Regions from separate parts of the Rattus norvegicus genome. Here region 2 is linked to region 1. Evidence: chromatin contacts called from public Hi-C data. All regions are on one chromosome and are shown on one strand. The core of a region is the stretch at or near the end of the contact, and the rest is flanking DNA. Distances in the headings are between cores, read along the strand shown.

The links. A called contact is a pair of places that touch in the nucleus more often than the background predicts.
Region 2: a Hi-C map of Schwann cells shows a contact between it and region 1, with 12 times the contacts expected there. The contact joins the promoter of Plxna4 here to the enhancer-like site in region 1. A contact is called at or near these places in 10 of 12 Hi-C or Micro-C datasets (the A7r5 cell line, Schwann cells, frontal cortex and 6 more) and 1 of 1 datasets of contacts at active chromatin or transcription factors (oligodendrocytes).

The regions. Positions count from the first base shown.
Region 1 is chr4:61,868,211-61,874,774 of GRCr8, reverse strand. All of the region lies in intron 3 of Plxna4 (plexin A4), which reads left to right. Among named protein-coding and RNA genes, the nearest start is that of Plxna4, 260 kb to the left of the region's middle. Within about 2 kb of position 4,149, at least 5 of the 93 cell types and tissues checked have an H3K27ac peak or open chromatin away from gene starts, as enhancers often do. A contact at or near this core is called in Schwann cells, where this site is marked.
Region 2 is chr4:62,126,807-62,133,370 of GRCr8, reverse strand. It overlaps Plxna4 (plexin A4), which reads left to right and starts at 3,926. Exons shown (of 32, transcript NM_001107852.3): 1 at 3,926-4,877.

The DNA of each region.
Region 1 (6,564 bases), core at 2,900-5,399:
AGAGCATCTGCCTTAATGGCTAGAATAAATCTTCTCTTCACCTTTCCATGGAGAAGTGTGCTGGGTTGACAGTGACACAAATTAAAAGTCATCTGACAGGAAGAAGCCTCAATAAAAAACAAAACAAAACAAAACAAATAAACAAACAAAAAAAAACAGCTTCCATAAGATTGAGCTGTAGCCGAACCTGTGGAGCATTTTCTTAATTAGCGACTGATAGGGAAAGCCCAGACTATTGTTGGCGTTACCACCAAGCATCTGGCCACTGGTTCTATGACTCATGGGTCAGCCCTAAGCGTTATGCAGGCACAGGTGATTTATAGCCATCTTATGGGGTAGGAGAGAAGGGCTAGGCAAGGTGAAGTCACAGGGACCACAGCTCAGTGGCCACCTGAGTTATGAGTCTCTGCTTCCATACATCTCTTCCCTCCATGGATTCCCATTATGTCACCATAGTGTCCCATGGGCGCCAGAGGAGCATACACTGATATAAATGGCCCCTCCTCCAACCTTGTAGTTCTCATCCTGAAGTCTTTTCTGTTTGCATTTTCAGAAGACAAATGAGAGCAGTGGGGGGACTGACTGTGCCTCTCCCCCTGAATGACCCTGAACATCACAGAAAATGGAGCCTCGGGATTTTGTGACATCCTTTTCCTCCTAAGCATCTCTTCTTGTTTCAGAGTGACTCAATGACTTCCTAAGCCCGCAATACAGAACAGGTCACAATAACATAAAAAATGCGTATGCTAGGTGAGGTATTTAAGAAGTAAAGGCAAGGAGATGCTGTCTCCAGCCTCCGGAAGCAGGAGAGGTGGGGAGACTCTGCTTCTTAGGTGTGCTTTGGGGATTGAAATGTCATCAGAGTCACTAAGAGGGAGCTGTGGTCAGGACACCCAACTACTCGTGTGTGTGTGTGTGTGTGTGTGTGTGTGTGTGTGTGTGTGTGTGTGTGTGAGTGTGTGTGTGTGTGTGTCTGACTGTCTGTCTTGGGGGAGTGCGGGGTGTGGGTATGTGATTGCTGGTAGCCTCTGAGGCCAGAGGCATCAGATCTCTCTGGGACTGGAGTTACAGATAGCTGTGAGCTGTCCACATGGGTGCCGGGGATCAAACTTTGATCCTGAGTAGTACCTTTCTTAACCACTGAGCTGTCTCTCCACCACCACCCCCCTCCTCCCCACCGTGTGCCCTCTTGCTGTGTGGTACATACTTCTCTCGAATCCTGATGTGGATGGAATGGAAATAATTCGGGCAGCCTTTTTAAGGAAGCTAAACTCAAGCAAGCCCTTGTCTGTCCGGCTTATAGATTCTATGCAAATTGGGGTCTCAGACCAAAGTGCCTGCCTGTGAAGATGTCTAGATTCTTCACACAGTCTCTTTGAAACCCCATCCCCTCTCTGTGTTCATTTTGACTGAACAATGATTCTACTATGACTATCCCTGGTTTGTGCTTCAGATCTAAAAGATGGAAACACTGGATTCAAATCTGCCAAGAGCTTCTATTTGCACGGTACTCTGTATTTCTAATATCCCTCCTCCCTTTCTCCTTCCACGGCTTCCTTTCTTGTGCATGTTTAGACTGGGCAGAGTTCCCAGGGACTTGGGACTATGCTAGGGGTTTTCCCATCCCCGTACATGAGTGTGCCCAGGCACGCACATACGCCTACACTTTTAGTGCATGCATCCTATCTCTGCAGAAGACTTTGTTGTAACCCTCCTCACCTCCCCACCGGAATAGCTTTTATTTCTTGAGCATTTACCAGGTACTAACACCTGTCCTCCAAACCCCCTTCATGTCTATCTCTCTGCCTGCCTGCAGCTCTGTGTGCAGACAGGCACATACCAGCATCTAAGGTGGCGGGGAAACAGCTTTTCCAGGGGATCACAAATATGAGCAGATGCCAGGGATGGCCCATCATCTCTTATTCATAGTAGTTGTTCATCCCCTGGATCAGGCAGTGTGTACAGAGACTGTCACTGCTGGCATAAAGCACATCCAAGAGGTTGCCACTGGCAGCTCCCTGGGAATTAGACCATGGTTTTAAAAACAAAACAAAAACCCAACAACAACAAACGCTTGCTTAGAACTCAGACACGCTAGGATAACTGTAGATCTTATGTTCACGCACACCCTGGGCTTGACATTCTTGCCTTCAGCAGCTTGGCAGATAGGAAAAAAAATATAACAGTTTGTTTTGTGTGTGAGCAGAGTTAACTTAACCAACCCCTGGCAAGCTTTCCTCTCTGTCAAGACAAAGTGATGGAGGGAGGTGAGGACAGGCAAGTATGTATGAGGGCAGCCAGGTAAAAAGAGACAGAAGGCAGGCTGTGATCACAGGAGTAGACATTCTCAGGCTGCCCACAGGAGGCCATGTAGAGGGCCTCAGGGAGGAGCATGCCTGCAACGGAGCACAGAAGGATGGGGAGATCTTGGCAATAAGTGATGTTTGGTTGCTGGCCGTTGCTGGGGGCACTCTCATATCCTCCGCTACTAAAATTATCTCTTCAAGTACAATAAAGCATCAAGGATTATTCAGTGCAGGCAACTTAATGGATTAAGTCCTCTGAGCTTCTGAGTCCACAGAGTTCGACTTACTGTTGAGTTCCCAAATGCCACTGGACAGTGGCAGGCCCTCAGAACCACTAGCACGGAAGCCTGAAGCTTCTTGCTTTAAATTCTTCTGACCCAGGATGTCCTGAAGGCTGTATATGAATGTGGTTTGCATACTGTACCCACCAAAAGAAACTCTTGACCCAGTGAGAAGGAAAAGGGGGGAATGCTGAGACCCCCATCTCTGTTCCCCTCTTGCCGACAGAAGGGAAGAAGTGAAAGACATCCTTCTTTGGTTTCTAGCCTGCTACATGTTGAACTGCGGTCCTCCAAAAGAAAAAGAGAAATCTTAACTTCTGGTGTCGTGTAAAATGGCTGGCTTGGATATGAGCTCTTTATGGGTGGAATCAAGCTAGGATGAAATCTGACAGGATCACAGTATCTGTAGAAGCCAAAGGAAGCAGCCATTATGGGGACACATGGGGAAGAAAGATGTTGACAACAACAAGGCTTTGAACAGCCACAAGAAGTAGGAAGAGGAGGACACTAGTGTCCTTTCAAGAGATGTGACCCCGCTGGGTACCATGACTTGATACTTCGGAACCTGAGCACTTGGTGAGAAGCCTTTCTGTAGTCTGGGACCGTCTGTTAGTGCCATCAGAGTGAACTGGGATACATGGTCTCCCGGGCCTCTCTGTGTTGTGCTATCCCAAGCATGAGGGTGACGCTTTTGTTTGGGTCTCATGCTCTGCTGACTTTGAAGGGTGATGCCCTGATTCTATATCTGTCAGCACAGCTTCAGGTAGCTCATCTATGGAACCTCTTACCAAGCCAGTTGACTCTGTTGGGGCCAGGGATGCAGGAGCGTGAGGAGGGCACAGGAGCAAGGTTGGGGGTGACAGGGCCCCCTCTCTGCAGTGTGAGAAACTCTTCTTAGAAGACAGGTAGTCCTCTTAAGTCCTACTTAACAGGACAGTAGTCTCATAACCCCAGGAATGCACCAGAGGAAAGTACAAAGTGATTAAGAATTGGAGTTGAAGCCCTGCCCCCACCTCAGGGTGAGTTGTAGGAATGTGGGTACTAGTGACACAGGCCTGAAAACTGGCCTAGGTGACCCTGTATACTACAGGTTTCTTTCTTAATCAGGGTTCCCTGGACTCAGCACACAGACCACCACAAGTGTTTATTTGAAGTTAAAGTTCCCTGGTCCCTGCAATTCTAATGAATGATATTCCAAATGGAAGGGATTCGGGAAGCTGCACTATCACAAACCCCCTAGGCAGGGTCCGGTGTTCACTCAGTCTAAAATCCATGCTTCCCAGATGTGGAAAACCAAAAGAGAAATAAAACAGATATCAGCAAAACCACCACCACCAAAGTCTCCCCTTCTAGATAAACCTAGGGTAGAAGAAATCAAGAGAAACAGACACATTTTGAAGGAGTTTTGGCTAGCTCTCCTTCAAATCGTCTTGCTTAGGACCTCTGTCTGCATAGGCCACCTCAGGGTGGAGGCGCTGAAGGGGGGTTTGTTTCACTTGGACTTGTCCTCCCTTCCTAGTCCTGACCCTGATGCCACAGGACTGGAATCAGCGGCCTGTTGCAGCTCTGCCACCTACTGGCTGCAGGAGGAGATGCAAGATTCAGTGTGGATTCCACTCTGGTTTAAAGAGCAGCTTCAGAAAACCACAAATGAACAGGCACGTGGGTGCAGGCATGCATGCATACATTCATAGCCATTTATGTAATAAACATGCACGTCTACACACCTCACTAACCAGGCCCCCTCCCTCCAGTCTTGTGCAGCCTGCAGCAGCAGCTGGGGTTATCTGCTGTAGTGAACACAGATGTATTAGATTTCTGTCTTAAGAGACAGATGAGATTGGAGAGAGAAGAGAGAAGAAAAGCCAAGTTCATGGTGATAACTAGAGGCTTTAAAAGATTCCATTCTCCTTCCTATTTTCTGGAGCAGGGGAGACCCACGGGCTAAGGTGTTAGTGAGAGCAGCGGAGCTCCTCCCTGTGTGGGAGATAGGAGGGGAGTGGGGCTAGAACCTTGGCTCCCAGCCCTAGGGAGAGAAGCAGTTGACCTTCCTTCCATCAAGCCCCCGTAGAGCCAAAGCAACCGACTATAGAATGATTAAACTTTTCTCCCCTGAAGCTCTGGATTTGGGGCACGTGTGTGTGTGTGTGTGTGTGTGTGTGTGTGTGTGTGTGTGTGTGTTTCCTGCCTCAGTTTCTCTGCAGTGAGCAGATAGGGTTAACAAAGAGTTAACTCACTGTGGCCTCCTCGGATGCTTAGAACCCTGGACCTGTTCACTTCTTTGATCAGAATGGGTGCCAGTTCCCCCAGGGCTGCTCTGCCCCCCCCTTCTTCCTGCCTTCTTTGCACACACCTGCAAGCCCACTTGTTGTATGTAGATGAACTTCTGACATTGCCTTGCCTCTGTCTATGACCTTATGTCACAACCACTCAGGATTGAGTTTCATTGACCGAGTTACCCCAGTCTGGAGGGAAAACAGATCACAGCCTTTCCCAGGAGTCAGATTCTCCTACTCTGAGAGATTGCTTGCTGGCATGCAAACTCAGCTGCCTGGCTCTGCCCCTCCCAGTGCTCTGCCTGCTATCTCTGGCTCTTAACTCCCTGACTTTGGCTCTCTTCCTTAGTCCCCTTTGGAAGCAACTTGGATGGTTGGTTGCAATCTGAGCCAGCTAAGGAAAGGGACTAACTAGGAGGGTCCCTACGGAAAGGGACCAACTAGGAGGGTCCCTGAAGCTGGTGTTCAGACAATGTGGTACTGTCCTTTGCTTGTGGGGCCCCACTGTGTTCTTGCCACACTCATTTTGGCTACTGTGGAATTCAGTGGGTGGGTATTGGTTACCACAGAATGTAAGCAATCAGGAAAAATTTGGGATCCAGCCTTGCTTAATTCACACGGAGATCAGTAAACCAACCCAATTCAATCCCATTCAGCCCAACTTAATTCAACCTAATCTAACCCAACCTAACTCATTCTACTCCAATCCAACTGAAGCCAGTTCAGTGTCTTCCAGTCGAGTACATTTAACCCAATGCGGCCTAATTAAATATAACACAACACAGTAGTACACACCTAGGTCCAAGAAATGGTAAGATTTATAACACCTCATTTGTTCATGCAAATTTTTCATTGATCGAAAGAGGGAGTCGGAGGACTAAACAGTGGGTTTTCTGAGATAAGTCTCTAATGCTTTACTTGTAAAACTGTTGAAAGGAAAATAAATGTCAAGGCCACATGGTAATGGCAGTAGGCTTAGCGCACAAGACCTGGCGAGCTGCAATGGTCATTTTACATCCAGTTTGTTTTGTTTAGTTTGTCCCACATCTTGCTAGGAGGCTGGTACCCAAGAGTCTTTATAAAGCTGGCTCCCTACAAGGCTATAAGGGTCCACCGACATGATCTACATGAAAACCCTCTTCAAAGTTTGAGCTGGGAAACTACTGTTCGTTAAGTGCTTTAGAAAGAAGTTTTAAAATCTTACACGCTCGTGAGAGTTTAGGGTCTCTACTCCCCACAACCACTCCATCAGGGGACAGGGGAATTAAAATAAGGAACTTACCATTTTCCAGGAGCCTGAATTAATTAATTCACTTTCTGGTGAGGTTGGGAAGGTTTTCCAAGCTTCAAATAAAAGCTTGCTGCAAAGAAATGTGTTATTACTCCAAGGCAAACATGGAAACTAGACTATGAGAGATCTAACTGAGTGCCGTGTGACAGACTGGTGCGGTCAGGATGGGGTTTGACTGAGGAAGAACACTGGTTACTGCATCATACCTTTCTCCAGTCCACCTTGAGGGATGAGAAATCAAGAAGGCCAGTTAATAGATCAAAGTCTGTGAGCCAAGAGGTGCAGTTTTGTCACAGGGCTTGTATTTTGAAGTCTTAATAGAGACCATTTTTACAGTTTGAGAACACAGGAGCCTGTAAAATCTGGGCTCCATCACCTTCTCCACTCTCACCCTCTTCCCTCCCCTCACT
Region 2 (6,564 bases), core at 2,677-5,176, 260 kb before region 1:
GCCACCGCATGGCTGGAAATGTCAAGATGTTTTTCCACCAAGTGACTCATGGAGGAGACCCAAAGGGAGCTGACAGTGGTGGCCAAAGCATTAGATGAGTAGAGGGGAGTGAGGTTCAGATGTTAGTATCTGCAGTCTTTTATACTTGTGGGCTGGTGAAACAGGCAGGAGCTGTTTGGGTCCTAAGACTATCACTACTATGGCGACAAGGATGATCCGTCCCCACTTTCACAAGGGAAACCATTTCTCTGTGCAACGGTTCAGTACCTGGAAGATAGACCCGTGGACTGAGAATCTGTAAATTGGCCGTTAATCTTTGAAATAGTAGTTTCTAAGAAATACCCACATTGAAGACTGCTGGAGTGTCTGGAGGAGGCCATCTGGTGACACACCCTGATAGCAGGGGTCCCTTCTGTCTGCCTGCAACTCTGTCCTGACCTTGGTAGTTTGGGGAAGCCAGAAACTGTCCTCAGTTAGATTTGGGATAAAGTCGATAATTATGCTCTCCTGCAGGTGGCGCCACAATGTAGGTTTTCAAGCAGACTTAGGCTAGAGGGTTTTTATCCTGAGCATAGAGCAGGACCCGGCTCTGGGACCGCTCTTGTGGCAAAGAAGTCCCTGCAGCACCACCAGGCTCAGGTAATTTGTTTAGTAAACAAACCTGGCCTTTATCAATGAAAATCGCGACCCTGGTCTTAAGCTGATGAAATAATGGTAGCGAAGGGTAGGGGAAGTTAGGAGTCTTCTCTCTCCCCTTAAACATGGGCCTTTTAGTCATCTATCACGAGAGACAAGCCAGTCTGCTTCTCCCAAAATCTGGCAAAGAACCACAGCCAAAATCTCACAAAAATAGCTTCTTTAGAAAACAGGGCTCTATGAAACAATATGCCATTTAACTTCTCCCTCTTGTGGCCAAGGGACCAGACGCTGACCTACCCAGCTCTGCCACCAGGCCAGGGATATACAGCTAGTGACTCACAGACCAGTCGTGGGTAGAGAACAGCTAGACTGCCCAGCGTATGTCTCTCTTCACCCTTCCTCACTGGTGGGGGCGGTAGGGGTGTGAGAGCTAAGAGGGATCATAGCAAGTGCAGAAGCGTGAGCTGGACCGTTGCACGAAGCTGCTTCTCCCAGACTATTGATTCATGGGGAAGAATCAGGAAAGCAAAGGGCCTGCCTACACCTGCGCTCCCCCTTGCGCCGCCCCCCTCCCCCGCATTGTACCACTGGAGAAAGAAGCTACTTTCCTACGACAGGGGTTGCAGATTCCTTTCACCTGCACTGTGTTGCGTTGGAGTTTCAAATCCTGCCCGTGGGGGTTGTATTTCTTGTGAATGCCCCTGCAACTAGAAGGCGTAAATGCGGCAGGCAAGCGAGGGAATGCCACGCAAGTACACGACCTGTGTGAAATGATGGTGGCGGTCAATAGCAAAGTCAAGGATGAAGATGGTCTACCTTACCCCTGCCCCCACCGCCTCATCCTAGACTCGAAGAAACTGTCAACAGGCCATCGGGTCTCTTGCTGTGGCTAGTCTGACCCTTTCTGCTATTCTTACAATGGTAGGAAGCTGTCACTGTTTCCAGCCTGCCTTCCTCCTGGGGCATTCAATAGAAGCCGAGAAAGGAAAAGGCAGCATGGGGAAGGTCCTATTAAGAACGGGAGGACGGGCAGGGGCTGCACCTGCCCTTTGTTGGTCCAGCTTTCCGCCATTCTTTTCCTGTCACTGGCCTCTGTCATTACTCTTCAGGTGCCACATGATGCTCATCCCTCTGAATGAAAACAAATGATACCACATGCTACGCAGGAGATAAAGAACAATACACATATTTTGTTTGCTACCCCTGGGGAAAAAATTCTTTGACTTCCGGTCCATCTATCAGGAGACACACACACACACACACACACACACACACACACACGAGACAAGGGGCAGGGAAGACAAAACTAGGAGCTATTACAAACTCTTGCTGGGATGATTGGCTGAGAAGGGTTTAGAGTCAGTTCTCACTTCCTTCCTCTCCCTTTGAGCATTTTTACAGAAGTCCCCTACAGCTGACAATTGGGTTCGAACAGATCTCCTGTACGCTTTAGTGAAGCGTAGTATTTAAGTAGCCTGTTGGGATTTTCTGTAGGACTTTCCAGGCTTTCGCTTCTAGGGTGAGCCTGCTATGATGGTGCCATGTGCTGGTTTCAGAGGACACTCTTATGAGAGAGTTTAGGCCCAGGTGAGGCAAGTCTTGCGGAGACCTTTGGGGACCACTTCCTTTGATTTTGCATGTGGAGTGTCTCTGAGGCATCATGTTAGACAGACACTTGGCTCCAGGGCTCCCTTAGTTCTGGAAGGAAGTCAAAGCAGCAGCAACATGGAATTAATGTTATGTGTTTCTCTAACTTGATATTGTGTGCTTTATCTCAGGTCTGGGATCCAGTGTTTCAGAGACGAGTGGAGCCAGATCAATGTATTAAAGGGAGCTAATGAGATAACCCTTGCTGTTTTCTGGGCCACACAATGCTCGGCGAACAACCAGAGCCTACACCAGGGCTCCATGCTGTCTCCTGGAACACCCTTTAACTAGAGAAATGTCTGGCTTCTTCATGCTTACACTTGATTCATTGCCTCCTTCTGGTGAGAGCACTTTCAACAAGGTCCTGGGTGGGTAAGTCGAACCCGACCCACGTGTGCTACCTGCCCCGGGGCTTGTCTACCTTGTCATCTCATAGCTCCCTTCAGAATCTACCCAGTTTATAACTTTGATTTCTGTGAAAATATAACCCCTATATATAGGAATTTATACCGCAGTTAACACGCTCCTAATAAGCAGGTTCTGAGAGGTTTGGTTGGGAGGGACAGTTATTCACAGGAAGTTACTGAGGTTGAGGAAAGTTAAGTTGAAGAAGTAGCATGGGAGAGTGGGTTAGAAACCCCAAACCATTGTCTTGAAAGGTCTTCCTTTGATGAATGGCTAGTCTTCCTGGACATGGCTGACAGTGCCATTTTCTTGAGCTTAGCATACAAGGTTGGGTGGACAAGTAGGTGTGCATCCTTTGAAAAATTGTTTTATTTTTATTTATTTGTTTTGATGGTTGGCCCATTAATGGGGGGAGGTCTTTGTAGAGATATTCTAAGTAGTTCTGCCTACTTCCTGTCCTCACCTGTACCTTGTATCCTGTCTGCCTGCCAGATGCTGTTTCAACTTAAGCAACTTCAGGATTTCTTCCTTCTGACTTCTGAAAGTACTCTGACGTTAGCAATGTCTGGGTTGTGTTTGGGACATGACCCAGGACCTAGGGCTTCAGAGTTAGAGAAGCAAGGTCAGCTCTGGACAGATCAGGTTACCCAGCAAGCTCTGTGGCATTGGCCATTTATTTCTGTCCCAGGACTAGAAGAAACCTTGGACTTGGGCATCCTCTAGTGCTCTGTGTAGGATTACCTTGGTTGGTGGGGTTGGACGAGGATTCTAGGTTGAGAGTGGATATATGTTTGGTTGGTGTCTGTTAGGAACACACAGAAGTGCCTCTGACCACCTACACCCACATGCCTGTTTGGGAGTATGCTCCAATCCAAGTGCACTTGGTGCCACCATATATGCACCACTCTGCCCTGTGTCTCCATCGCCAGGGTGGTTCGAGAAAGTCATGAAGACCCAGGGCACCCCCTTCTGCAGAAGTCCACGTTGGGGAAACCGGGCAGGCCAGTGGCGGCAGCGTGCGGGGAAGCGCCCCCTGCCCCCTCTGCCGGCCGCTCTACCTGGGTCTAGATGTCAGCCGCGAGCTCCGAGCCAGCTAGCGAGCCAGAGAGGGAGCGGCGGCGGCGGCGGCGGCAGCGGCGGCGGCGGCGGCGGGCCGCGGGCGGCGGGGAGGGGAGGAGGCGAGGAGAGGGAGGGAGGAAGGGAAGCAGGGAGGGCGGGAGGGAGGAGAGGAGGACCCAGAGAGCGCCAGGCAGCTGGAGTTTTGCAGCGCTTGGCCGGGCTTCAATGCACAGCAGCAGCGAGCCGCGGCGGCAGCAGGCAGCCCGGGAGCTCCGGCGGCGGCCGAGCCAGAGGCGGCCCCGCTCCCTGCCCCCTGCAAACTTTGCTAGCAGTCCGCCCGGGGGGCCGGGGACGCGCCTGGGAGGCTCGGCTTGGACCACGGCCGCACTCTTGGCCGCCGCAGCGCTAGCCGCCGCCGTCGCTGCTACCACCGCAGCTCCGCGCCTCCCCAGGGAGCTGCTGGCGGCTTCCGAGGCCCCCCAGCCCCGGCCCCTGGGCACTGCCCGGCTAGTCCCCGGCCAGGGGTGGGAGCAACAGCGGCGCAGTCAGCCCTGGGCTGCCAGGGGGTGGCCGTCACTGCCCAGGGAGACGCGCAGAGGCTCGCAGAGCGCTCCCCGGCGGGTCCCCAACGTACTCGCCGCCGCGCCCGGGCAGCGGCCCGACCCGGCTAGCATGGGCGGCGCGGAGTGACGCCGCCGTGCCCGCTTGGCATCAAGGACATTCAGCCCGCGGGGGTGGGGACGAAGGGGGGCAGCCCCGCGTCGCCGCCGCAGCCCCTGAGAGCCACCGCTGTCGTTGCTTGGGCTCCGGGGCTGGATGGAGGATAGGGGTGCTTGGAATTGATCTACATTTTCTGACCTTTTTGTTGGACATTACGCCCACCTTGGACGCTGCAAGAGGAGCTGTCAAGCCCGGCAGGCTCTGATTTGGCCCCCTCCGTTTTTCTCTGCTGCTCGTGGCTTCCCCGTGCCTTGGTGGAGTATTTGCGTTCGGGGCTGGGGCTGGAGGAGGCAGCCACACGCGCGCACACGCACACGTTCAGAGGAGGGCGAGAGGCAGCGGTACAGGCACCATCTGCAGTGTCAATGCGGCGCTGGGGCTGAAGGAGGGAAACGCCGCGCTTCCAGGTAAGGAGCCGCCGGCCGGGCGCAGGGCCAGCTGGGCAGAGCGGGCGGAGGTGCCGAGTCCGGTCCCGGAGTCCTCATCTGCTCCGAGGCAGCCCACTACACACACACACACACACACACACACACACACACACACACACACACACGCAAAACACAAATCGCGTGCGCGCACACACACATACACACACACATGCACACACTGCGCTCACGCACCTGCCCACGTCCCACCTGGACACCCGCGTAGGTGCATCGCAGTCGGAGCAGGGATTTCCCGTGTTCTTCTCCTTTCCGGACCTAGACTTCTCTTCCCCAGGACTTTCAGGGTGGGATTCAGTTAAATGACTGACTCTCCTATCCAGCCTGGTAGCATGAGGGAGCGATTTTGCTGTTTCTAGTTCCTTTCATTTCCTAACTGGTTTTTATAAGACAGGAGAAGTCATGGGAGGTCTTACGAGACCCGCCCAGTGCAATTGTCCCCTTAGCTTTTTTTGAATACTCGGAGATTTTTTCCCCTTTCTTTCTTTTCTTTTTTTTTTTTTTAAATAGGAGAAAGGCAGAGAGATATTGAAAGGGCAGAGATCTAGAGATCTTGGTGACCGGGCGCCTGGGAGGAGGCCACATAGGCAACTGGGGCTGCAGTTCTGTAGGGCGGCGCATAAGGAACAGACTCTGCGATTCCCCGGTAAAGGCAGCACACACGCCTTTCCGAAGCGTGGCACTGCTTCCCCGGAATGCGCTGGGATTTCAGGCAGGGAGGGGCTTTGACATCAAAGCTAGAGGAGTGTTCCTTGTCTAGGGAGGATGCTGCGGTCCTTTAAGGAGGATCAGACCTTATTTGCGTTGCCAGTCACTGGTAGACAACAAGCAGACAGGGCTTAAGGGGCACATGTTTGCAGCCAACCCCTCACTTCCTTACCCTCTGTGCATGTGAGGCGACTTCCCCCTGTGCCTTTAGTTAACACCTGTCACATGTCTTTTGGGGTGTGTGTCTGAGAACACGAACTAGGAGGGAGAGTAGAGACGGATTTAGACTAACAGAGAAAGGACTGTGAATATGCCATATTCACTTTATAACGTATTTGGTCTACTAGTGTATCCAAGTATGATAGGCTAGTAGTGTAACCCAGAGTCTAGATCCTCTGAGTGCAGGATTGCTCTCCAAAAACCAATGGTTTAAGTTGTACTTCCCCAGAGCTCCCTGCCTCCACCACCCCACTTTCAGATCCTGTTCATTTTGAAACTTCCTAGAATGGATGAGGGTGGTTGAAGTTCCAAAGGGCTTTTTTATGGCTCCCTTATTAGAGTCTAAGAGAGACTTCCTTTGGGGCTCAATTTTTGCAAGGAGAAGAATAGAAGATTTAAATAAATCATTATTTCAGGCTTGAATACATATATAGCAAGTTTCTATGTTCCTATAGCTGTCCCTTTGTGGTATTTTGTGGTTGGTTGGCTGTTTTTGGCATCCTGGCAAAAATGGGAATTGTTTCTATCCTCTTTATAAGAGAGTAGATCTCACACACCCCCCAAGTCTTTGGCTAGGTTTGGGTGGAGAGCAGATGACCCAGGAGGGAAACTCAATTCCTGTTGTGTAGTGTAAGCTGCCCTTTGATTGACTGAAAAGGGTATAAGCCGGAATAAAGGAAAGCTCTTCACAATGGGGAGACCGCAGATCGCAAAGAAACATTAT